Regions from separate parts of the Mus musculus genome. Here all the other regions are linked to region 1. Evidence: chromatin contacts called from public HiCAR-type, HiChIP or PLAC-seq and promoter capture Hi-C data. All regions are on one chromosome and are shown on one strand. The core of a region is the stretch at or near the end of the contact, and the rest is flanking DNA. Distances in the headings are between cores, read along the strand shown.

The links. HiCAR-type assays count read pairs that join an accessible place to other places. HiChIP or PLAC-seq counts read pairs in DNA pulled down with a chosen protein or histone mark. Capture Hi-C pulls out chosen DNA fragments and counts their contacts.
Region 2: a HiCAR-type map of astrocytes shows a contact between it and region 1, with 2.8 times the contacts expected there. The contact joins the promoter of Wdr34 here to the promoter of Usp20 in region 1. A contact is called at or near these places in 3 of 39 promoter capture datasets (erythroid cells, hippocampal neurons and pre-B cells) and 1 of 115 datasets of contacts at active chromatin or transcription factors (astrocytes).
Region 3: a FOXA1 HiChIP or PLAC-seq map of pancreatic cancer cells shows a contact between it and region 1. The contact joins the promoter of Zer1 here to the promoter of Usp20 in region 1. A contact is called at or near these places in 5 of 115 datasets of contacts at active chromatin or transcription factors (astrocytes, double positive thymocytes, memory CD8 T cells and 2 more).
Region 4: a FOXA1 HiChIP or PLAC-seq map of pancreatic cancer cells shows a contact between it and region 1. The contact joins the promoter of Qrfp here to the promoter of Usp20 in region 1. A contact is called at or near these places in 2 of 39 promoter capture datasets (hippocampal neurons and liver) and 1 of 115 datasets of contacts at active chromatin or transcription factors (pancreatic cancer cells).
Region 5: a contact with region 1 is called in an H3K4me3 HiChIP or PLAC-seq map of bone marrow-derived macrophages, with 3 times the contacts expected there. The contact joins the promoter of Endog here to the promoter of Usp20 in region 1. A contact is called at or near these places in 2 of 39 promoter capture datasets (cranial neural crest and hippocampal neurons), 1 of 484 Hi-C or Micro-C datasets (CD4 T cells), 3 of 115 datasets of contacts at active chromatin or transcription factors (astrocytes, bone marrow-derived macrophages and embryonic stem cells) and 1 of 9 other capture datasets (liver).
Region 6: a FOXA1 HiChIP or PLAC-seq map of pancreatic cancer cells shows a contact between it and region 1. The contact joins the promoter of Abl1 here to the promoter of Usp20 in region 1. A contact is called at or near these places in 2 of 115 datasets of contacts at active chromatin or transcription factors (astrocytes and pancreatic cancer cells).
Region 7: a promoter capture Hi-C map of adipose tissue shows a contact between it and region 1, with 5 times the contacts expected there. The contact joins the promoter of Miga2 here to the promoter of Usp20 in region 1. A contact is called at or near these places in 1 of 39 promoter capture datasets (the SN4741 cell line), 2 of 484 Hi-C or Micro-C datasets (CD4 T cells and muscle stem cells), 5 of 115 datasets of contacts at active chromatin or transcription factors (astrocytes, embryonic midbrain, large pre-B cells and 2 more) and 3 of 9 other capture datasets (adipose tissue, liver and macrophages).

The regions. Positions count from the first base shown.
Region 1 is chr2:30,980,859-30,983,924 of GRCm38.p6, forward strand. It overlaps Usp20 (ubiquitin specific peptidase 20), which reads left to right and starts at 1,421. Exons shown (of 25, transcript NM_028846.5): 1 at 1,421-1,540. BC005624 (cDNA sequence BC005624) reads right to left here and starts at 1,083. Exons shown (of 9, transcript NM_144885.2): 1 at 920-1,083; 2 at 625-684. The coding sequence starts at 1,002.
Region 2 is chr2:30,047,246-30,050,311 of GRCm38.p6, forward strand. It overlaps Wdr34 (WD repeat domain 34), which reads right to left and starts at 1,634. Exons shown (of 9, transcript NM_001008498.2): 1 at 1,439-1,634. The coding sequence starts at 1,624.
Region 3 is chr2:30,122,968-30,126,033 of GRCm38.p6, forward strand. Zer1 (zyg-11 related, cell cycle regulator) reads right to left here and starts at 1,644. Exons shown (of 16, transcript NM_001290503.1): 1 at 1,309-1,644.
Region 4 is chr2:31,808,990-31,812,055 of GRCm38.p6, forward strand. It overlaps Qrfp (pyroglutamylated RFamide peptide), which reads right to left and starts at 1,591. Exons shown (of 2, transcript NM_183424.4): 1 at 1,418-1,591.
Region 5 is chr2:30,169,937-30,173,002 of GRCm38.p6, forward strand. It overlaps Endog (endonuclease G), which reads left to right and starts at 1,588. Exons shown (of 3, transcript NM_007931.1): 1 at 1,588-2,130; 2 at 2,906-3,015. The coding sequence starts at 1,639. Gm31080 (a long non-coding RNA gene) reads left to right here. Exons shown (of 4, transcript XR_866091.1): 4 at 361-399.
Region 6 is chr2:31,758,520-31,761,585 of GRCm38.p6, forward strand. It overlaps Abl1 (c-abl oncogene 1, non-receptor tyrosine kinase), which reads left to right and starts at 1,420. Exons shown (of 11, transcript NM_009594.4): 1 at 1,420-1,596. The coding sequence starts at 1,518.
Region 7 is chr2:30,362,714-30,365,779 of GRCm38.p6, forward strand. Miga2 (mitoguardin 2) reads left to right here and starts at 1,520. Exons shown (of 16, transcript NM_001242407.1): 1 at 1,520-1,592.

The DNA of each region.
Region 1 (3,066 bases), core at 171-2,670:
TCAGTTTCTCAAGTCTGGGAGTCTAGGTGTGAGGCAGCACACAATCCCAGTCAATCTGGTAGCAAGTTATAGTGCACACCCCTGGCAATGCACACGACGCAGCCTTCTAAAAAGGTTTTCTGGAAAACACACACCATGGTCAGAGGCTCACAGTAATATGATGATTTAACTCTTTAAAAGCATGGGATAAACTAAAAAAGAAATAGGTGGGAAATAAATGGAAATATTATTATAAATGCTGTCTCTCTACCTCAAGTTTTTTTCTTTTTCTTTATTCTTCTTATGAAGCCTAGGTTGCCCTCAAACTCCCTGTGATAGGATTGCACCAAACCAGGCTATTGTTTATTTATTATACTTTTTAACCTAAGTTTCCCAAATTCTTATCTCTTAACACGTTGTCAATCACAATTCATCAGTCCAGCTAAAATTTACAGTTAGTGACTTGGAGCAGACCCATAGACCATCAGGTTCAGGGCATGTGACAAACATTTATAAAGAACCTTAGTTCCCTCTATGATCAGTAGAACTGTATGTCAAAGGAGGGATTTGTGACTGCGACCCTAGCTGGAAATTTTTGTTTTAGCTGGAAATCAATGACGCCGCGACCACCCCCGTGGTACCCACCTCACCCCATTTGGCCTCTTCCGCAAGTTCTGCACCTCTCGGGTTTCTTCCAGTTTTAGCCTGGGGGAAAAAAAGGAATAAAAAGTGACGCACAGGTTGAGACCTGCGGAACTCAAAAGCCAAACTCCGTTCTAAGGACATGTCCCTTTGCCGAGTCCCTGATCCAGTGGTCATCGGCAGTCAGACCCATGCGACCCCGGGGCACCTCTCCCAGCCGCGATGTGGCCTTATCCCTAGGAGCCTCTGCGTGGCGCTGGCCGGTATCCAGTCCCAAGCCTGTCTCAGCAACACGTACCGAACCTCCTCTGATTCTTGTTCATCCTCCTCCGACTCCGAGTCAGCCCGGCGCCGGCGGAATGTTTTCCCAGTAATCCGCATAGCGGAACCAGACCCTTGGCGCTGCGTTACCAGACGCGTAGTCCAGGGAACCTCTCTCTTCCGGCGCGCAGAAGTGTCGTCAGAGCGTCGGCTGCACTCAGACCCGCCTCCGCCTTGCCAGGCCACACCCCAAGCCCGTAGGGCCCCGCCTCAGCAGGGCAGGCAACCACTCCGAACTCCGAAAAGCAAGGGCAGGTATTGCCGCGTGGCCACACCCTCGACCACGCCCATCGAGTAACCATGCTCACCGCTCAACAGGACGGCCTTCGAACCACACGGTGAAACCCCAGCAGCACGGCCACTCCCCCGACTCCCGGCATGCTTGGGCACTCACCACTCGCACGGCCACGCCTCCGGCGTGCCCGGTACCGCCCTCTAGTAGGCTGTGACCTGTGACACCGCCCCCGCTCCTGGCATAGGCTCTCCCGATTGGACGTCTGACGGTGAGGAGGCGGGGCGTGGCAGGCAGAGCCACAAGACTCTAGGCAGCGCCGCGGTGGGCTAGCTTGACTGACAGGCGGCGCGGTTGCGACGGCAGGTGAGTTTCTGACGGCTGCTGCCTGCTGCCGGGGGCTGGGCCGCTAGAGCGGGGATCATCGTCCAGCCGCTGGGAGCAGGGGAGGCCTGGCTTTGCGGGGCGGCCAGGACCTGGTAAGAGGTCCCCGCCGCCTATCATCCCATCACCGACTCCCGTGCCCGCCCCGAACCCCCACGGCTCTGGCTTTTGAGCAGGCCGCACGTCGCTTGGAAGGCCAGCAGGAGGCCACTCGGGCTCCAGGGCTCGGACGTGCACATTTATTCCTCACTCACAAAAGCTGATCACCTTGCCGGGGGTGAATATCAGTCCCGGTGCTGACTGTCCATACCAGGTTGGCCTGCAGCCATTCGTCCCTAGGAGAGGTACCACTGACGTTCAGAGGCCAGGGACTGCTCTTTGAGAGCTTGGGAGGACTCGTTTGGCCTGGAGGACTGTCGCTCTGCCATAAGCACCTTACACCCCCGAGATGTTGCGACGGTAGTTAGTTTTTAAAGGTGTCTATAAACACTTATAAGATGGATAAGTGCATGCGTAATAGCTCACATGGGACTTTTAGGGACTCCTTAATTACTAGTTTCCTCTGGAGCACAGCGCTTCTTACTCGACACTTAACTGTGGCAGGCACTGGGGTAAGCAGTCTCTTCTAGAAGCCTTCCATCAAATCCCACGAAGTAGATGCAGTTGGGTCTCTCTTTCAAAAAACGAGGCTACCGAGGCGTAAGAGAAGTAACCCGTACTTCAAGTTCTGCAGCTGGGAGGTGAGGCTGGGTTGGGGACAGAGCTTTCACAGCTGCAGGGTGTGCTTCAGGGACAGCGGGCCTCTGTGGGTCTTCCCTGCTGCTGCTGCAGCTGGTGTGCCAGCTTATGGGCTGGGGGAGGGGCTGATGGACACTTTTTCCAGAAGACTATTCTGAAGCAGGGAGGGCATGTCTGCCATGCCTTGGCTTTTTTCCAGAACATTTTTTTTTCTGAAGTTGTCATATTCCCCTTAGACTGGGACAAAGAGAAAACTCGGGATGTCTTGAAACAGCCTTTTAGCTTTGATCAAAGAGGCATTAAGTATCAAAAGTCTTGACCCCACTGGAGATTAGATCAACCATCTTCAGATGTCGATGGCAGTCATTGGACACCATGTCTCTGTTGGCTGAAAAAGAGGCACCTTGGGAACTGCTGCATGAATCCAGGGACTTGGGTGTACAATTCTCACAGGCTCAGAGGTGGCTCTTAATTTCCCTGCCTAACCATGCCTTACCCCTTAACCTCTAGGGTACTGGGCCTCTCTGGTGCCTCCAAGGAAAGTCACAAGGTCAAGAGCATTTTGAGACATTCCTCATTTGAAGATACAGAGAGGGACATCTGATACAAACAAGTTGTCCCTTGTTTGTATCTGCATTCCCATCCTTGAAGCCAGAATGCCAGGTGATACCAACTCCCTGGGCTCTGGCAGACGGAGTTGATTCTCGTTTGACACAAGTGCCGCTTGGAGTGTGGCAGCTGGAAATTTGACCTAGGTGCTGGATACAGAG
Region 2 (3,066 bases), core at 384-2,883, 930 kb before region 1:
TAGGCCAGGACACAAATCACGGGCTTGCTGCAAGGACACAGTGTACTCTAACATGGTCACGCTTCTTGCTTTCCACGGCAAGGGCTTCCACGTCCCAGGGCACGGAGAAGGGCCTGGAACACAGAGCAGATCAGGGCATAAGACCATAGGCCCACAAGGCTCAAGACAAGACTGCAGGCACCACTGGGGCTTGGGTTGGAGGCAGACTGGTCAACAGCAGTCTTCGTTTGTGAGTTCTTCAAGACTTTACTTGACCTGTCTCTACTTACCCATTTTGGCCTAACCTGGGACCACTCTCCCTTTTCCTCAAGGATTCTCCAGCCCCTTCCAACACCTCAAACAAATGTGCTGACCCCAGCTCCAGAGTCGGCCAGTGCTCACGCTTGATCTGGTCTTCTCAAATGCCACTCAACATCCATTTTTCCAACAGTTCCTCAGCCCTGCTCTGTCGGTAACATGACACACCGATGTGGCATTACAGTACATTGTCTACATACATGGCTTACTGTAATCCTTGCAACCACCGGGAAAGCAGCTATCTCCAGGTTCCCTGCTGATGAATCCCTAACACACCAGTTGGTCAGCATCAGGCCTCCGTTATCTCATTATTTGTATGTTTTTGGGTTACACTAGAAAACCATAGCAGGGCAGTGGTGAGAGAGGCCTTTAATTCCAGCAATCTCTGAGTTCAAGGCCAGCCTAGTTTCCAGAGCAAGTTTCAAGACATCCAGGGCACACAGTGAAACTCATGTCTCACAAAAACAAAAGCAAACAAACAAACAAAAGAACAACAACAAAGGAACATAGAAAACCGTTCAAGCTAGCCCTCAAGGTATCTGACCATTTCAAACACCAATAATGTCAAGTTGAAATGCCTAAAAACTGCTATTCACAAAAAAAAAAAAAAAAAAAAAAACTTCCAAAAATGGCTCAGCTGGTAAGGGCACTTAGCCAAGCATGACACCCTGAGTTGGATTCCCAGGCCCCTCGTGGTGCAAAGAAATAACAACCTTGTGTAAAGTTCTCCTCTGACCTCCACAGGCGCTGTGACACGTGCACGATCCACCATGTAAATTAACTACATGTCATTTAACGACAGCATGGGACCCCTAAGAGTTCTGTTGTCCTGGTTTGCTTTTGTTGTTGTTTGTTTTCGTTGGTTGGTTTCTTTCTCCTCAGAGACCGAAAAAAAGGCTAACGCGAAAGCATCTGTGAGTTTTTTCATTAAAACATGAAAACACGCGGACCAGTGGTGGCGCACGCCTTTCGTCCCAGCACTTGGGAGGCAGAGGCAGGCGGATCTCTGAGTTCCAGGACAGCTAGGGATGGATACTCAGAGAAACCCTGTCTCGAAAAAACAAAAACAAAAAAGCCGTGAAAACACAACGCTGCGCCAGGCCTTCCCGCCCGCGCTGCCATAGCGGGCCCGCGCCCTCACCGTCTCCCCGCGGATCCCCTGGACGCTCCTCCACTGCGAGGGCACGGACGCCACGCCCAGGGTCTCATCCTGAAGAGGCGCAGGCCGCCCTCGCCGTTCGGCGCCGCCAGCCCCGCCAGCAGCCAGGGCAGCAGCTCCAGCGCTTCCAACGCGCCGAAAAGGCCTGGGCGACGCGCACATTGCCATGGCGACGGTCCCGCCCTCTCGCGCCTGCGCCCTGGAACGTGACCTTAGCGGGTTCGCCCCCCACAAACGGAAGTCCGACGAGAGGAAGTGAAGCTGTGGGCGCCGTTTTTGAACTGGTTACAGCATCGTCTTTAAGGCCCAGAAGAAAAATAATGAAAATGTTTATCAGCCAATACAACAAAACCGCAGCGATTTGGGATTGCCCTATGCCCAGAGGCCATTTGGGGGTCCGGAACAGCTCTTCGTGGTATAAGGAAAAGAGCGGAAGTGAGGCGTGGGCTCCAGGTTCAAAGATGGCGCTGAGCGGCCGGGCGCAGAGGCAGGACCGCCGCAGGCCTAGTGGGCCATGCTGGTCCGGAGAACCGGCCGGGCTGGAAGCAGCCGACTACTCCAGAACTGTACTTTGCGCCATTTGAGTTGGCATCATTTCCAATGAATGGAATGAAATAGATCATACACAGATCGAACGTGGGATTGAATGGATGGGAGGCCTAATAATAAATTTACATAAACAATAAAATAAAATGCTTGTTAAATTAAAATTCGAGACTAACCACAGGAGAAGTTGATCTCAATGATAGATGGCCCCAGGTTCAGTCCTCAACACACACGAAATGTTAACTACAAGTTAGTGCGTGCCTATAGTGTGTCAAGCCAAGCACCCAAAGGCTTATGTTTGTTTGGGTTTTTTTGTTTGTTTCTTTTGTTTTTCGAGACAGGGTTTGTCGGTATAGCCCTGGCTGTCCTGGAACTCACTTTGTAGATCAGGCTGGCCTTGAACTCAGAAATCCGCCTGCCTCTGCCTCCCGAGTGCTGGGATTAATTAAACGCGTGCGCCACCACTGCCGGCAGAGGCTTAGAAATGAGTGTTTATCTTATTAAATCCTTAGCCTTCCGTGTGCTTGCTTGTTAGTTAGCTGGTTTGCTTTTTGAAGTGCTGGGGTTGAACCCCGGGCTTTCTGCATGCCAGCTCCTATGTTCTACCAATGAACTACCCCTATAGCTCAATTGTTATTACTCCTGTGCCTCTTACAGTCAGATATGGAATCGTCCAAAGTCACCCAGTAAGATCTTACAGGTGGCTTGCCTGATCCCCCAAACCAAGCCTGGAGCCTCTAGACAACCATCTGCTAGTTTAGGCCTCTGGGTCTATTTCCTCTTTTCTGAGACTAGGAAGCCTGCCGTGGTCCTGTTCTCAGTGCACCACCCAGGGACAGGATGCCCCTCAGCAGAGCAGCCAAGGCCAGGAAGGCCGATTAGATTAGCAGCACTGGGAGGGATAATAAAAAGCCATAGAAAAGTCTTCCTAACAAGGACTGCTTTGCAAACATCACCAAGGATTCCAAAAATCATACTCAGAGCTCAAAGATTAAGAACACTGGCTGCTTGCTTTTCCAAGACACTCAGGTTCACTTCCCAGGACCCTCGTGGCAGCTAATAAC
Region 3 (3,066 bases), core at 394-2,893, 860 kb before region 1:
CATGTACCACACTGCCACACATGCACCCTGTAGCTTAGCAGTCCTATTCTACAGATGGAAAGACCGAGGCAGAAGGTCACCTGCTCACATTCTAACTACGAGGAAACAGTAATGTGACATGACTTTCCCGCAGAAATCTCTTTTAATTTCTGCCATGGATGTTCAGTACAGACAGCAAGAGGGCACTTAAAACACAGGGCTGAAGTACATTGGTCATTTGTCACCTCAGACAATTGATTCTTCTCCAACATTTCAAAAATTACAAATCAACCCTGCATCACAAGCCAGTCCCTAATATGTTCCCTGCGGTTATTTCTTCTCACTTGATTTCCTTGCCACCCACTCTGCCTCCTTCATTCAGACCCAAGCGGGTTCTCTTGCCACCACAGGATCTTTGCGCCTGCTGCTGAATGCTGAGCCCCCAGAAAGCTGTAATGACTTTCTACCTCACTCATCTCTGCTCAGACAGAAACCTCATTAGAGACCTTCCCTGACCATTCTATACAGAGGTCCCAGTCTCTGCTTCGTGACACCTATTACTATCAAACATGTTGTACGTTTATTTACTGAATAAGGCAAAGCACATCGACCCTTCATACCTAACAAGAACCTCTTGGTCAAAGCATAGCTTCTGTGACCCCCCTTTCAATGCTATCTCCACCGGTCACTCTAACTTGAAGCCTGTAGAGAACCATTCTGTCAGAAACATCATTGAGTTAGCTTTTCCCAGGCATTAGGCACCACTACCCCCAACCCTCTGCTCCCCCTCCCGTCTCTGTCATACACACAAGGCACAAGCAAACCCGGGGAAGCTTTGACTGGTTAAAGAGCAGCTAAATCTACCCAGAGCTAGCCAGAGCGGTCAGTTTTAGTTTCACCTCACCTATGGGAGCCATTGATCTTCAGCAAGCCCACCCGCTCTTTTCCGACCCTGTTGCACTATCTTGTACCTTGGCATCGCATTTTGGGAGCTGATCCAGGAGCCAAGCCATCCCTAAGCTTTTAAGTAGCACGGCTTCGGGGGTTGGGAGAAGACCTAAACTCATCCAACAGGTAGGAGGGGCAGAGGCTGGCCTCCTAAGCCCTACGTTGAGCCCCCATTTTGCAAGGGCGAGCGTCGTTCTCATTCTAGAGAGAGCTCAATTTTCAAGGCAAAATCCTCAGACCTGGGTGGCAGGCGACGAGCGCCATCCCACCACTAGCCTGTGGTGGACCTCTGCAAGGAGTCGCAGCGACAATGCTTAGACCCTGAGACAGGGTGAAGAAAAGGATGCAGGTACGTCTCTTGGCTCGGCATTTAGGACGTACCCTAGGAGGGGGCGGCCCTCAACGGGGAGACAGGATGCTTCGCAGGCTTACAAGCGGAGGCTGCGGCCCGGGGGAATCGGCGGCCAAAGCGCCGCAGGAGGTCGGATCCGGTCCGGGTCCGGGTCGGCGGGGCGGGGCGGGGCAGGGCGGGAATGCTGCGACCGGAGCCCCGGACGGAGGCCGTTCCCTTGCCCTCGGGCCGCCGGCTGCTTGGCTCCGGGCCCAGCCCCTCCCCCCGATCCTGTTCCGAAGGCTTGGAGAGCCTGTGGCTGCGGGTGTGCTGTCAACAAAGCGTCACTTCCGGGCCGCCCCTTAGCAGCAGAGGAGGGGTTCTCTCGTCTTGTCCCGCCGCGAACGTGGGCGGAGGCGGCTGAAGGTTCCGGGTTCTCTGGGCTGCTCCTGCCCAAGCTGAGGCCCCAGTCTCCACGTTAGCTTCCAGGGTTCCTTCTAGCGAGGGGCTAACTCGCAGGAGCAGGTTCAGGACAGGATTGACTCCATCTTACCTAGTTAGTGCTGACTCACCCGGTGCCCAACCCGACGTCTTTTGGGCGGTCTCTAAGCAGCCACCACATTGCCCCTCAAAATGTGCTCCTCCTTCTTTCCTTCACGAAAAGGGCCATTCACCCAGGAGCTGTCAGATAGCAGGAGTGAGGCTGTTCTTGGCCACTGCGTTTTCTTCTAGTCACCAAGGATCTCTTAACAGTTGTTTCTCTCTTCCTCCAATAGTGCCCTACTGTCCATCATTTTATCTTTCAAAAATATTATTTTAATTATGTACATAAGTGTATATGTGCTTATGCACGTGACGGCAGCTGCCTGCTGAGGACAATAGCCCCGGAGCCCATGAAGCTGAAGTTACAGGTAGTTGTAAGCCCCACAAACGTAGGAACCGAACAAGCTCTCTGGTCTATACTTCCTTTTCATTTTAAGATTTTTTTCCCATTTATTTATATGTGTGCATGCATATGCACATGTGCAGGAGATCAGAGCACTGTTGGCTGGAGAGGGTTCTCTACACCAGCCACGTTGGTTTCAGGGATCAAATTCAGTCCTCACCATGCTTGTACCAAGCACCCTTACATGCTGGGCCATCTCACTGGCCCCATCACCATTTCTTCTCTTGATTTCTACCATAGCCTCCGAACACAAATCCCTTCGTTCCTTCTGCAGTCTCACAATCAGGGCATCCAGACTTTTCATCTACCTTCTCTCCTTACCCAGTCCCTCAGTAAATTGTTTCCTTCTGGTCTCCTGTCCAGAACGTTCACAGTTGAAATCAGTGTGGGCTCTTTGCATCTCTGTCATTCTAAGCTCAAACAATCAGGCAGTAGGCTTAAACATTTTTCTTACTGCCCTCCACATCTGGTAAACTAACAACACTTTTTGCTTAAGGAATGCCCTGGAGTGAGGTTAGAGAGAAAGAAGGGAGGGGATGTGGAGGCTCAAACCCAGGTCCTGTGGCAGACAGGAATTCTATCATTGAGCGCGCGCACACACACACACAAAATACTATACATACACCTTAATCTTAGCACTCAGGAAGCAGAGATAGGCAGATTCCGTTAGTTTAAGCTAGTTCCATGACAGCCAAAACTACACAAAATAACCATGTCTCTAAAACAAAAAACAAAACAAGAAAAGGAGAAAAAATAAAAGAAAAGAGAAAGTAGATACCTTAAGTAGGAAGGTAAATAACTCAAAATAGGTTCAGGAAGTCCCTGAAACTAACCAGATTCACTAAGACCCTCCCTGCCAGAG
Region 4 (3,066 bases), core at 341-2,840, 830 kb after region 1:
CTTCCCAAGGTCTGGGCAGCCCTTGGAGGGATAGCTGCTGACTGTGCTTAGCCTGGTTCCCTAGCACCCAGGACACCAGGCTGTCGTAGCCACCGCGGGAGCCAGCTGGACCAATTAGTCTGATTCCTATTCACCTGTAGCCGGGGAGCTGCCTGCCTTGGTGGCTCAGTACTGGAATACCAGAGCTGCCAGCTGGCTTGCAGAGGTACCCGGGTGGCCCTCGGGGCTGTGTGCATTTGGGTTCAATTTTCTATTATAATTATTGACTCTTGGGCCGTAGGCAGAGTGAGAAGCTGCCGTGTTTTCAACTTGATAATGAATAGGTCTAGCAGCTCTGCTGGGAAACCCCACTGTCTCCCTAATTCAGGAACAAGTTGCTCTTGGGAGGGGGAAATGGGCCTGGTGGCCCTTGTGTAAGTCAAACTCCTACCTGGGGAGGAGCTAGAGGCAAGGCTGGGGACAGCCAGCACCCACTGAGCTCCCACTGGGCAGGACAGGCTCTGGTGAATGGGTTTCTCTGTACAGTAAGTCTGTCTACAGCAAACGCTGCCCCACCACACAGCTCTGGGCTCTAATGTCAGTGTGGTTTCTCCCTGTGCCAGTCTCTAGGGAAATGATTGCTTCCTGATGATAGCCATCCAGCCCACCAACCCCGGGGCCACCCCCCCTAGGACCTCAGGCACAGAGAGCCTCAGGGTTTGCCCTAGGTCCTACAGCTTTATAAGAAAGAGAGCTGAATTCAAGGTAGCCTCATTACTCTGTGCCCCCATACCTGTCTCATTGTCTCGAGGTCCCCCCCCCCACATCCCTTGGTGGGAACTGTTCCCTTCCCTCACAGAGGATGCTTGTGTTTGCAGTGACCATGGGTGAGCTGAGCCGAGCTGGCTCATCCTCTGAGGAAGCCCCTGAAGCTGGAAGTGGCGGGGGACGGAGGGGGGAGGGGGGGGGACAGGGGGGACGACTTCTTTCCAGAAACAGCTCCCTTGAAAACATTTCAAAGAAGTGAGCGCAGCCAGAAAGCTTCAAAAACAACAACAAAAGCAGCCCTGCTTTCTACCCAAATCCAGCTTGCTAAGCCCCCTAGTCCCCAGGGCCTGGAGTAGCCTCCAGTCTGCTGCTGCTAAAGGGGCTTCCTCAGGCACGGGTGGAGAGGGCAGGGCCCCCCACATGGGACAGACAAGTCTCATTCCCTTCTCCCCATAGAAGGGGAGGACCAGGAATGGTCTTTATCCCCAGAGATTAATACTTCCTGGCTGGCATCTAGGGCCGGCTGGCTCTGGTGGAACTTGAGCTGAGGATGAAGCTGCGGGTCTCCCACACACCCGCCCTTCCTGGTGTGTGGCTCGTGGTGCTGGCTGTACCCGCCTGCACCCAGCTCACCTGGAGAGCCTGGCCTCCCGTCCCTTGCTGTACTCACTGTGCTGAGGGCTGCTCTAAGAAGGGCAGGTGAGTCCCTGGACCCCAGTTGTCAGGCAGAGCTGCTCAGGTCCCGGTCCAGCAGGCATGGCTCTGGGGTTCCCCCGCTTTATAAAGCTCCCTGGAGAGGCGAGCCCCAGCCTGCCTGATTGCTATGCATTCCTAGCCCCAGGATTCCTTTGGGGCTGCTGGTGGTGAAGGAAGGGGCACCGTGGGCCAAAGGACAAAGAGACAACGCAAACAGGATGTGGTCTGATGAAGAGTGGCGGGCGCCACCCTTGCAGCACAGAGAGCATCATCACGGGTCAACCGCGGGCTCAGACACTGGAGGTTCCCGGTGGAGACATGGAGGCCCACTCTTGAGAACCCTGATGGTGGCCCTGCCTTGGTCTCCCTCCAGAGACGGTGGGCTTACAGAGGCAGCATCCTCACTGCTGAGAGGGCTTGGAGGGTCATGGACACCCAGTCCCTTCTGTAGGCAGATGAGGTGTTCTGGTATATGATATACCCCTCCTTAGGAGCCTCGGGAGACATGAAACTGGGCAGGAATTCTTGGTTCTGAGGGGTTCAAGGTTTAGAACTCATGGCTAAGCAGGTCCCTCTCGGGCGACAGCTCCAGCAACACACTCAGTCTGTGACAACAGTGGTATGTTCTGTCTCTCTCACCATGCGGCCTCATGGCTGGTCATACTTTCCAGAGTTGGCTGCCCATCCAGACATAAAGCCACAGGGCCTGCCCTTCTAAATGGCGGAGTATGATCATACCTACCTCCCCAGTGGCTGTCAAGGTGGCTGGGAGATAAGGCATCGAGTTAGCTAGGTGTAGACTTGGCAAAGGTGTAGGGCAGGTAATGAGGCCTTCCTCCCACACTGGCACCCTCAGGAAGGACAGGGTTGTCTGTCACCACCACCCCTAACCACACACCATGACTTCTCTTCCGCTGAGTCCACGGCTGGGTGCTGTTCTTACCGGCCGGCACCACCGCAGTGAGTGTGTGTCTGCAGGGGCTGTAGATACCTCATCTCCATAGCCTCCTCCTTTTACCAGACTCCCTCTGGATGCTGACCACGGGTGCTCTGGCCAAGGTGTGGTCACTGCCCATTCCAGGGCCACTACTCAGTGCAGTTCTTCCGGTGACTAATGACAATGCCCCACCCACACACCCTGGATTCAGCAACTGCATGGTAGGGTGGGACCCTTCCCCTGTGGCCCACTCAGTTCCTCAGTTCACACTGGGCTCCCACCTGCCGTGCTGTGACTATGGGGCTGGGAGGCCAGCTCAGACATTTGCTTTAATCAAACACTTGGCTCTGAGGGCTGGGCAGACTCCCAAAGCGCTTTTCAGGCACACTCCTGGGTTCCTGCCTGCATCTGTCCCTCTGATCCTTGAGCCCCAGTGTCTTCAGCTACTGTCCGCCATGATGGGGGACCTTGCCAGCAGCTGCTGTCCAGGCCAGCGTGGAGTCTGGAGTTGAGGGTGTTTCTGATGTCATCGAGCAGGATGGGCCTTGTCAAGGTTAGAGGCTGAGCAAAGAAGGAAGCAGTGTTACAGGAGGAATTGGGGTGGGGGGTAGCTTTCCAGGAGGTTCCAAGGCTCTCTGAGTTGCAGTCCTGAGGGCACAGGGCTCCATGCAGCCTGTCCAGGCTTC
Region 5 (3,066 bases), core at 338-2,837, 810 kb before region 1:
AGGTGGGTAAGAGCACCCGACTGCTCTTCCGAAGGTCCAGAGTTCAAATCCCAGCAACCACATGGTGGCTCACAACCATCTGTAACAAGATCTGACTCCCTCTTCTGGAGTGTCTGAAGACAGCTACAATGTACTTACATATAATAAATAAATAAATCTTTAAAAAACAAAACAAAACAAAATTATGTTGTCTATATAGGTGTTTGCCTACAAATCCTTTGGTGTTACAGATGGTTGTGAGCCACCATATAGGTGCTGGGAACTGAACCTGGGTCCATTGCTAGACCAACATGTGCTCTGAACTGCTGCACCATGTCTCCAGTCTACAACTTTGTCTTTTTTTTTTCATTTTTTCAACAGTCTGTGGTGACATACACCTTAAATTCCAGCACTTAGGAGGCAGAGGGAGGCGGATCTCTGAGTTCGAGGCCAGCCTGGTCTACAGAGTGAGTTCCAGGCCAGCCAGGACTACACAGAGAAACCCTGTCTAAAAAAATCCAACCAAGCAAACAAGCCCAAGTTTCATCATAACATGTTCACACATGTACACGGTATTTGTATGATTTCCCTCCATTGCCTTCTTACCCATCAACACCTGCAGATGCCCTATTTCCCAATGTATCTTAAAAGAAAAAAAATTATTATTCAGGCTAGAGAGATGGTTCAGATGTTAAGAGCACTGGCTATTCTTCCAGAGGTCCTGAGTTCAATTCCCAGCAACCACATGGTGGCTCATAACCATCCATAATGAAGTCTGGTGCCCTTTTCTGGACTGCAGGTATCGTGCAGGCAGAACATTGTATATGTAATATATAAATAAATCCTTTTACAAAAAGAATTATTCTATGGATATGAATACACTGTCTTCAGACACACCAGAAGAGGGCATCTGATCCCATTACAGATGGTTGTGAACCATCACGTGGTTGCTAGGAACTGAACTCAGGACCTCTGGAAGAGCTCTTAACCCCTCAGCCATCCCCCCAGCCATCCCCCAATTATCTTTTAATGTATAATTGGTTTTGTCCCATGCTAATGAGTGTGGCTCTGACTGTACACTCTCAGCCCTATTTTCTTCAGTTTTTATGTATCGGTCTTCCTCCGTCTTAATAGGTTGTAAGGAAGTTGATGTCTTAAAATATTCATAAGTTAAATACTATTCCATCTGAAATGTAGGAAATATCTTTAGCCAGCCCCTGACCTACGGACAGGAAACATTGGCCAACACAACATACTTCCCAGGCCAAACCCTTTAAGTGGGTTGAAAAGTATGACCCTAGCATAGCTATTTTCTCTAACCTTATATAGCAAGCTTAGGTTCCAGGCGGCTATCAATAGCTACACCTGCATTCTTCTGTTAATCAATCTAGAGAAATCCTTCGCTCGTTTGGTGGCAGGAGGGTGGGTGCACCTGAGGGGTCTGACAGATCTGGGGTTCTGTCCTGTTTAAAAGCAGGGCCATGTGAGGTGTACATGGCGAGGCGGAGCCCGACGTGGAACGACCAATGGCAAGCGAGTAGGGCGGCACCAGGACCCAGCTACGTCTTAAAAGGGCAGCTGAAGGGCGTCGGGGGCCACGCCAGCACAGGCTCCTTCACTCTGTGCTAACATCAGTAGCGTCCTTGTCCTCCGGTAGGCATGCGCGCGCTGCGGGCCGGCCTGACCCTAGCGCTGGGCGCGGGGCTGGGCGCCGCGGCAGAGCATTGGCGGCGGCGGGAGGGCAAAGCGCCGGGGCTGCTGGGCCGAGTGCCATTGTTGCCGGTGGTCGCGGCCGATCTTCCCGCGCTGCCGGGGGGACCGGCGGGCGGCACCGGGGAACTGGCCAAGTACGGGCTGCCCGGCGTGGCGCAGCTCCGGAGCCGCGAGTCCTACGTGCTTAGCTACGACCCGCGCACGCGCGGTGCGCTCTGGGTGTTGGAGCAGCTGAGGCCAGAGCGGCTCCGTGGCGACGGGGACCGTAGCGCCTGCGACTTCCGCGAGGATGACTCTGTGCACGCGTACCACCGCGCCACCAATGCGGACTACCGCGGCAGTGGCTTTGACCGCGGCCATTTGGCCGCCGCCGCCAACCACCGCTGGAGTCAGCGGGCCATGGACGACACCTTCTACCTGAGCAACGTAGCGCCTCAGGTAGTCTCGGACCCTGGTCGCCCGCCCGACTGCAGCGTCTAGATCTTACTTTACACGTGCACCGTGGCGGGAGGGAGGAATCTTACAGTGGCACTGCAGAATCCGGGGTTTATCCTTCTTCAGCCTCCCGTGGGAAGCAGTGCACCAAGTAGTGACGGGCTGCAGCAATGCCTGTCAGCAAGCCACCCAGTGTGCTTCCTCAGGGAACCCGGGAGCTTGACTCCTCAGTCTACCCTGCTGGCCTAGGGCCAGTCAGGCCTCCAGGGCACACTGTTAGCACTGCACCTGCTCCCAGCAGGGTCTTGATTGTGAAGTAGGTTCCTGGGACATCCACCCAGTGGATGGAGATGGACAGGAGACCATATCCCACCCCACACCTTTTGTTGCTCGATTTTCCAGGCTGCCCAGGAACTCAAGAGATCTGCCTGCCTCTGCCTCCTGAGTGCTGGGATTAAAGGTGCACACCAGCACTGTCCAGTCCCCGTGCCTTTAGAGCTTGACCTAAGGTTTGGGAGTTCCAAGAGACCTTGGGGGTCTCTGAATGACTAATGTCCCCTCCTTCCTCCTTCCCTTGAGATGGGGAAAGCTTAGAGCATTGGAGTGCCAGGAATGGAGTGTGGCTAGCACTGGCTCAAAAACTGTAGTCACAGAGCCGTAAGGAGGGAGCCCTTCTTTGAGCCCTTGTCCTTCAAATGTTTGGGCATTGACATTAAGAGCTGGGGCATGCCTAATGGAAGGTCCGAGGTGTGCTCCTGAGCCTCGCTTCTCCCACCAGGTGCCACACCTCAACCAGAATGCCTGGAACAACCTTGAGAGGTACAGCCGCAGCTTGACGCGAACTTACCAAAATGTCTATGTCTGCACGGGGCCGCTTTTCCTGCCCAGGTAAGCCTGTAGCTGACGGGGCCTCCGACTCCTGTTCTCCAACCTTGGGCT
Region 6 (3,066 bases), core at 170-2,669, 780 kb after region 1:
TTACGGTCGGCATCATGGAATCATGGAGAGGTTGGCAGGATCAAGACAGCGCTAGTCAGCATGTGGGCTCTCACAGAAAATGGTCTCCCAGGATCAGGAAAGTATCCAGTTGGTACCCTTGCCTCCTGGGCACTCTGGTCCTTTTCTCCAGGAGATTGAATGGCGTGAGTTCTGAAAGTCCCCTGGGTACTTGTGAGGCCTGTTCTGGCAGCAAAGTAGGTCCACTTGGCTTCAGACACATTTTTGGCACAGACACATTTTTGGGTTGATTAGCACGAAAAGTGTGTGACATCCTGGCTGAGAGGCCTGTCACAGGCACAGTCATGGCACTGTTTTTTTTTTTTTTTTCTTTTGCTTTTCGAGACAGGGTTTCTCTGTATAGCCCTGGCTGTCCTGGAACTCACTCTGTAGACCAGGCTGGCCTCGAACTCAGAGATCCACCTGCCTCTGCCTTCTGAGTGCTGGGATTAAAGGCGTGGGCCACCACGCCCGGCAGGTGATAACTTTTGTCATGGATCTAGCTATCCGGTACAGTCTGCTTAGAAGCCAAGAGACCAAACTTTGGAACCAGGCAGACCCTGACTGAGTTGAGTCTTCTGGTTTCCACCATGTGACCTTCTGGAGTGTCTGTTCTCACATGAAGAATCTGGGTCATGATATAACTTTCCTCACAGGATTAGGTGCACGCACCCTCTGGGTACCAAGGCACATGGAGCACTTCTCAGAGAACCATCCTGGGACAGTCAGCTCTTCAAGTGCAAGGATGGGGACCAGACTTTTAGTTATGTGACATTATTTCATAAGTTTATTTTTCCCTTGTCATTGGAACTTGGGTGAGTTTTTATTAGATTTGTTGTAGTTGGGGTCCTTGTTTCCCACCAACTTAGTGCCAGTAGTCCACTGCTGTGACCATTGCTTAGTTAAAATCTTGTTGGTAACCTCGAGCTAGCGTTTAGGAAAACAAAAACTCACCGTGAAATGGATTCAAACATTACCTGTGGCACCAAAAACAGGGGAAATTCTTGTAAAAATGAGGTCAGGAAGGACCGCCATTCCAGCCCACAATGAACACGCACCATAGAGACATTTCCCTAAGCTTAAACTCACAACTCCAGGTCTAAATGGGTGGTTGGACCCGCGTCCGGTATTCGGTATTCCTGTGGGTTCCAGCCCTGACTGTTCACATTCCTCAGATACCCACTTTAGGTTTAATCACAGTCGCTCCCCGAGACCAGTCCTGGTAACTTGAGAGGAATTTGCATTTCCACCGACCTTCCCGGACACGCGGCAGGGGCAGGGGCTACGCCAGCGCAGCTACGCAGCTGGGGAGGGCGTGGAGCCTTCCCTTGGCCTGGAAGGGGTTAAGGGACGGCTGGGGCGGGGCGCTGGGCCCTTTGTTACCGGCCTAGGCGGGAGGCGGGAGGCGGGACGCGGGCCTGGGCGCGGGCCTGCTGGGAGCGCGGCCTGGCGGGGCTGGGGGCCCGGGGTGGTGGGGCCTTCGCCGTGGCCACGGGACCATGTTGGAGATCTGTTTGAAGTTGGTGGGCTGCAAATCCAAGAAGGGGCTCTCTTCGTCCTCCAGCTGCTACCTGGAAGGTAAATCCTGGCCTGGGCGCGGGGCCCACCAGGACTGTCCTGCCCGCCCGTGCCCTGTGTGTTCTAGGTCCCCAGTCTTCTCCCTCTGAGGCCTCTGCGGGTGCTGGTGGCTCATTCGGACTTCCAGAAAGAGAGAGAGAGCCGCGGCTTTGGCGCTGGCGGGGCCCAAGCGCATAGTGTGGCTCCTGCCCAGAAAGTTTGAAAAAGTCAGTGCCACAGGCCTTAAGGTCCTTGTGAGCCCACGTTGTGGTGTTTCCACTGCCAACTGGGAATTGTATGTCACAAAGGTGGACCTACACCAAGTGCCGCGTACAAAGGGATCCCGCTCTACCATTTATGGGTACAGAATTTCATGTGAACTTTCCACCCCCACCCCCACCTTTCTGCAGACCATGAAGAGGTCTTGGGGATTGTCTCTTTTTAGAAGAGAAAGAATGGTTTTGCTTGTATTTCCAGGAGTTTTGAGAGCTTCCAGTTTGATGCTTGGTGAGGGAGCCCCTCATGTTTTGTTCTTTGCATAAACTTAGAGCCAGGAGCCTGTTGCTTTTGCCTGCTTTACCCTGCTCCTCCAATTCCATGCCTCCTTCCTGTTGTCTTTAGTGTTTGGGTCTAAAAGGATGGCAAGGGAAAAGGGTGAGTGGTGAGTGCTGGGGACTCGGCTGTGGCCAGGCCTGTTAGAGTATAGCTGACCTTTGTGGGGACTGCTGCCTTCTTCAGAAGGGCAGAAGCACTCACAGATGTGTGGTGCCCTGGCTTTTCTGGCTGTTTCATGTAAGAGTTAAGATAGGAGTAAAAATGTAAAGTTTTCTTCAGAGCAATTTGGATTTCTACTGTTTTGAATTGTAAAGAATTGAAGGCTTTTCAATATCTAACCTGCTTCCCCGACCCCCCTTCCAAGTCTTTGACTCAAAGACCTACAGGGCCCCACATGACCCAGCTCAGACTTAGGTGCCCAGCTCGGGTAGAGGATGTTCTCCCTTTGCTAGAAGGGAGTATAAGGGACTTCGCTATAAGTCACAGTAAGATTTCAGCCCCTCCGGGGATTTCAGGGCCTGGATTCCTGAGAGGAGCTTGGTGTGGATGGCATGAGCTCAGGGCCTACCACTTAGAGGGAGGGAGATGGTTTATTTGTCCCCAGAGTTGGCATCTGAGCGGCCAGAATCATCCTCAGTTAATGCGTTGCTTATTTTTTCCAAGTTGCTCCACACTCTCCGCACATTTCTCCTCCCCATCTGTATCCAGTTAGTGAGAGGCACTATCTCCATTTTGAGCCGCTGGAGGCGGAGATGAATGGACTTTTGTAACTGCAGAGTTGGGGCATGTCACAGCTTTGCTAAGGTATCAGCTTGTTCCTGGGGTAATGTGGGATTTAGTGCAGAGCTGTTGGTTTAATTCTTGTTTTAGAAGGGGGAAAAAATCCATTCTTATTCCAGCATAATCCTTAAGGTGAATTCTAGCATTGCCAAGTTC
Region 7 (3,066 bases), core at 270-2,769, 620 kb before region 1:
GACCTAACATTAACAGGCTCTGTAACTACACACTGGTAACTCACAAGCCCCAAGTGTCTGTGTTCACAGTCTTGTATGCGAAATTGTTCCTCTTTACTCTGTACTTACCAGGATCTGTCTGTAGCTGGCCATAGTGACCATTCAGACAGCATCCAGCTCTGTCCTGTTAAAGCCATTTATAATTGCATGTCTTTATTCAGTAACTCACACTGGCTGAAAAGGATCAGTAACTGGAGGCTGGAGAGATGGCTCAATTGGTAAGCCCAGTGTATTGTTCTTGCAGAGAACTAGGGTTCAATTCCCAGCACCCACAGAATTCCTCTCAGTTGTAACTCCAGTTCCAGGCGATCAGAGGTCGCCCTCTTCTGGCCTATATAGGCACTACTTGCACCTTTTACCAAAAAAGTTCACTTTGGCCTTTATTTTTTTCCCCTGATATTCAAATAATAATTATTTACTAATTTAGAATTTGGATGTAGCTGGGCAGAGTTTCACATGCTTGTATATAATTCCAACACTTCGCCGGGCAGTGGTGGTGCACGCCTTTAATCCCAGCTCTTGGGAGGCAGAGGCAGGCAGATTTCTGAGTTCGAGGCCAGTCTGGTCAACAAAGTGAGTTCCAGGACAGCCAGGGCTACACAGAGAAACCCTGTCTCGAAAAAGAAAGAAAGAAAGAGAGAGAGAGAGAGAGAGAGAGAGAGAGAGAGAAACCCAAAAAACCAAACCAACCAACCAAACAAACAAAAAAAACCCCAATAATTCCAGCACTTCAGGCGATTGGAGGCAGGAGGATCAAGAATTCAAGATCAGCGGGCAGTGCGGTGGTGACACCTGGCTTTAATCCCAACAGAGGGCAGGAGTTCCAGGACAGCCTGGGCTACACAAAAAAAAAATCGCCTCAGAAAATAACAAAACAAAACAAAAAAAACCAAAAACCAACCCAACCAACCAAAACCCCAAACCAAACCAAACTAAAAAACAAACATACAAAACCTGCTAGTCTCCAAAGCATAGATCCTTTAGGAACCCTGTCTCAAAAAAAAAAAAAAAAAAAAAAAAAAAAAAAAAAAATCCAAAACCAAGAAACCAAACCAAACCATGCATAAATAAGGGTTGTAGATGTGCGTGTGCGTGCATGCGTGTGTGCCTGTTGGTGTGAGAGTATGTGTAGCGCAGGAGTTTGGTAATCAGGTGTGACATCCCAGTGACAACAACGCTGAGGACCAGCGTGTGGCAGAGACTCTCTAAGCAGCTGCTTCCCAGAAAGCCCCAGGTGTCCACTAACTCCACCGCCTTTTTAGTGTCCGTGTGTCTGTCTAATCCTAGTGACCAATCGGAGGAGAGAAGAGGACATTCCACACTGCAACCACACTTAGGGGGCGGTGCGAAAAGCGAGGGAGGCGGAGTCTGCGTGATCACGTAGCTCACCCCATTGGCCAAGGGCCTCGCCGATGCGGAGCGATATGGAGACGCTCATTGGTCAGAGCTGTGTTGGCCGGCCCGAGGCCACGCCTTCCCCATCCAGCGGCGTGGTTTGGTTGTATTGCCGCCTGGAAAGGAGACGCTGCCCTTCCCCAGCGATGGGATCCCTGGTGAGTGACGGCCACTGCGCGGGCGACCAGATCAGCAGGGCTAGAAGCGAGGCTTGCGGAGCATGGAACCCGGCCCACGCCGGGGTCTGCGATCCAGCCAGCCCGCGAAGGTGTCCAAGGTGGGATGAGTGGATCCCCTGGACCAGGCGGCTCGAGAGGATGCGTGGCTCCGTGGGTGGAACGAGAAAGGAGCTGGGTCAGAGAGGAGACTCCCGGGCCTGGAACGCTGCGAGCATCTAAAAGTATGGTCGCGGGCACCTCCCCCCCCAGGTGTGCCGGCTGTGGGCAGCGCTGTATGTGGACAGCGGTCAAGGATGTCCTAGGGAGGTCGGGGCCAAAGCAGGAAGGTCCCTGCCCAGGCTCCGCAAGGAGCAGATACTGAAGCTTGGAATATTGTTGATGTTCACTGTGGGGTTGCCCAATGCCCGGCTGCGTGGGATCCCACAGAGATGTGCAGGGGTGGGACAAACAGGACATGAGGCAGAGTGAGCTGTAGTACTGCCTGGTTCTGATAACACAGCCAGGTCAAAGTGGGACGAGAGAATGCTCAGGCCAATTAGTAGGGTTGGCTTGCACAAAAGAGGAGGGCCTGGATTGGAAAGCCGGGATATCAGGCCTAAGGTGCCAGGGTGGAGGAGCAGATAACCTACCTGCTCAAGAATGTGGAGCAGGATTGGTGGCCAGCATTAGAATAGAGAGACAGGTAGGATATGATGATGAGCTTGGACCCTTCCTTCCTCTTGGGCACAGACAAGGCTAACTGGACTCACCTGCAAACAGATGCCAGGCCTCCCCTTCCCTCTCTCCTCCTGCCTGGATCCTAGAATAGGCTCACCTCTAATACCAGGTGGCCTTCCCAGACGTTCAAGGCCCTCAGGTTTGATACAAGCAAGCAGCAGGCAATGGCTAGGGTGCTCGGCCCAGCCTCGGTCCTCATCTCTCAAAGCCTCAGTATTCCTATCCTTGCGTGCTCTGAGAAGGACTCCACTGAGGCCTCACAGAGAGCTAGTGCGCTGGCTTGTTGAAATGCTCTGAGAAGTATATCTCCTGCTATTTGATGTCCTTGTCTCTCACTCAGTGCCCTGCCAGGCTGGAGGCACATCATAGCCCACTTAACCTCTAGGCAAAAATGTACCCTGCCCTTGACAGTGTGGCAATTTCTTTAGCCCTTGAACCTCACTCTGCCTGCCAGCCCTCTTGCCCTCTCCCCTCCCCCCACAGCCCTAGGGCCAGCCTGATAGGGCTGTATGCCTTCCCCCACTCACCAAGGATAATCTGTTCCTTGTTCATGTCTTGTGCTGGCCTAGTGACTTTTGGTCATCATCCCAGAGAGACAGGGTCTGTCCTGGCCTATGGTGTTCCTTCCTCTGAAGATCTCAGAAAGCATCCTTGAACTTGAACAAGACCCCTGCTGCAGGGTCTTGGGGTCTCAGAATATGTGATCAAACATCTCATCTGGCTTTGGGTCTTAGTG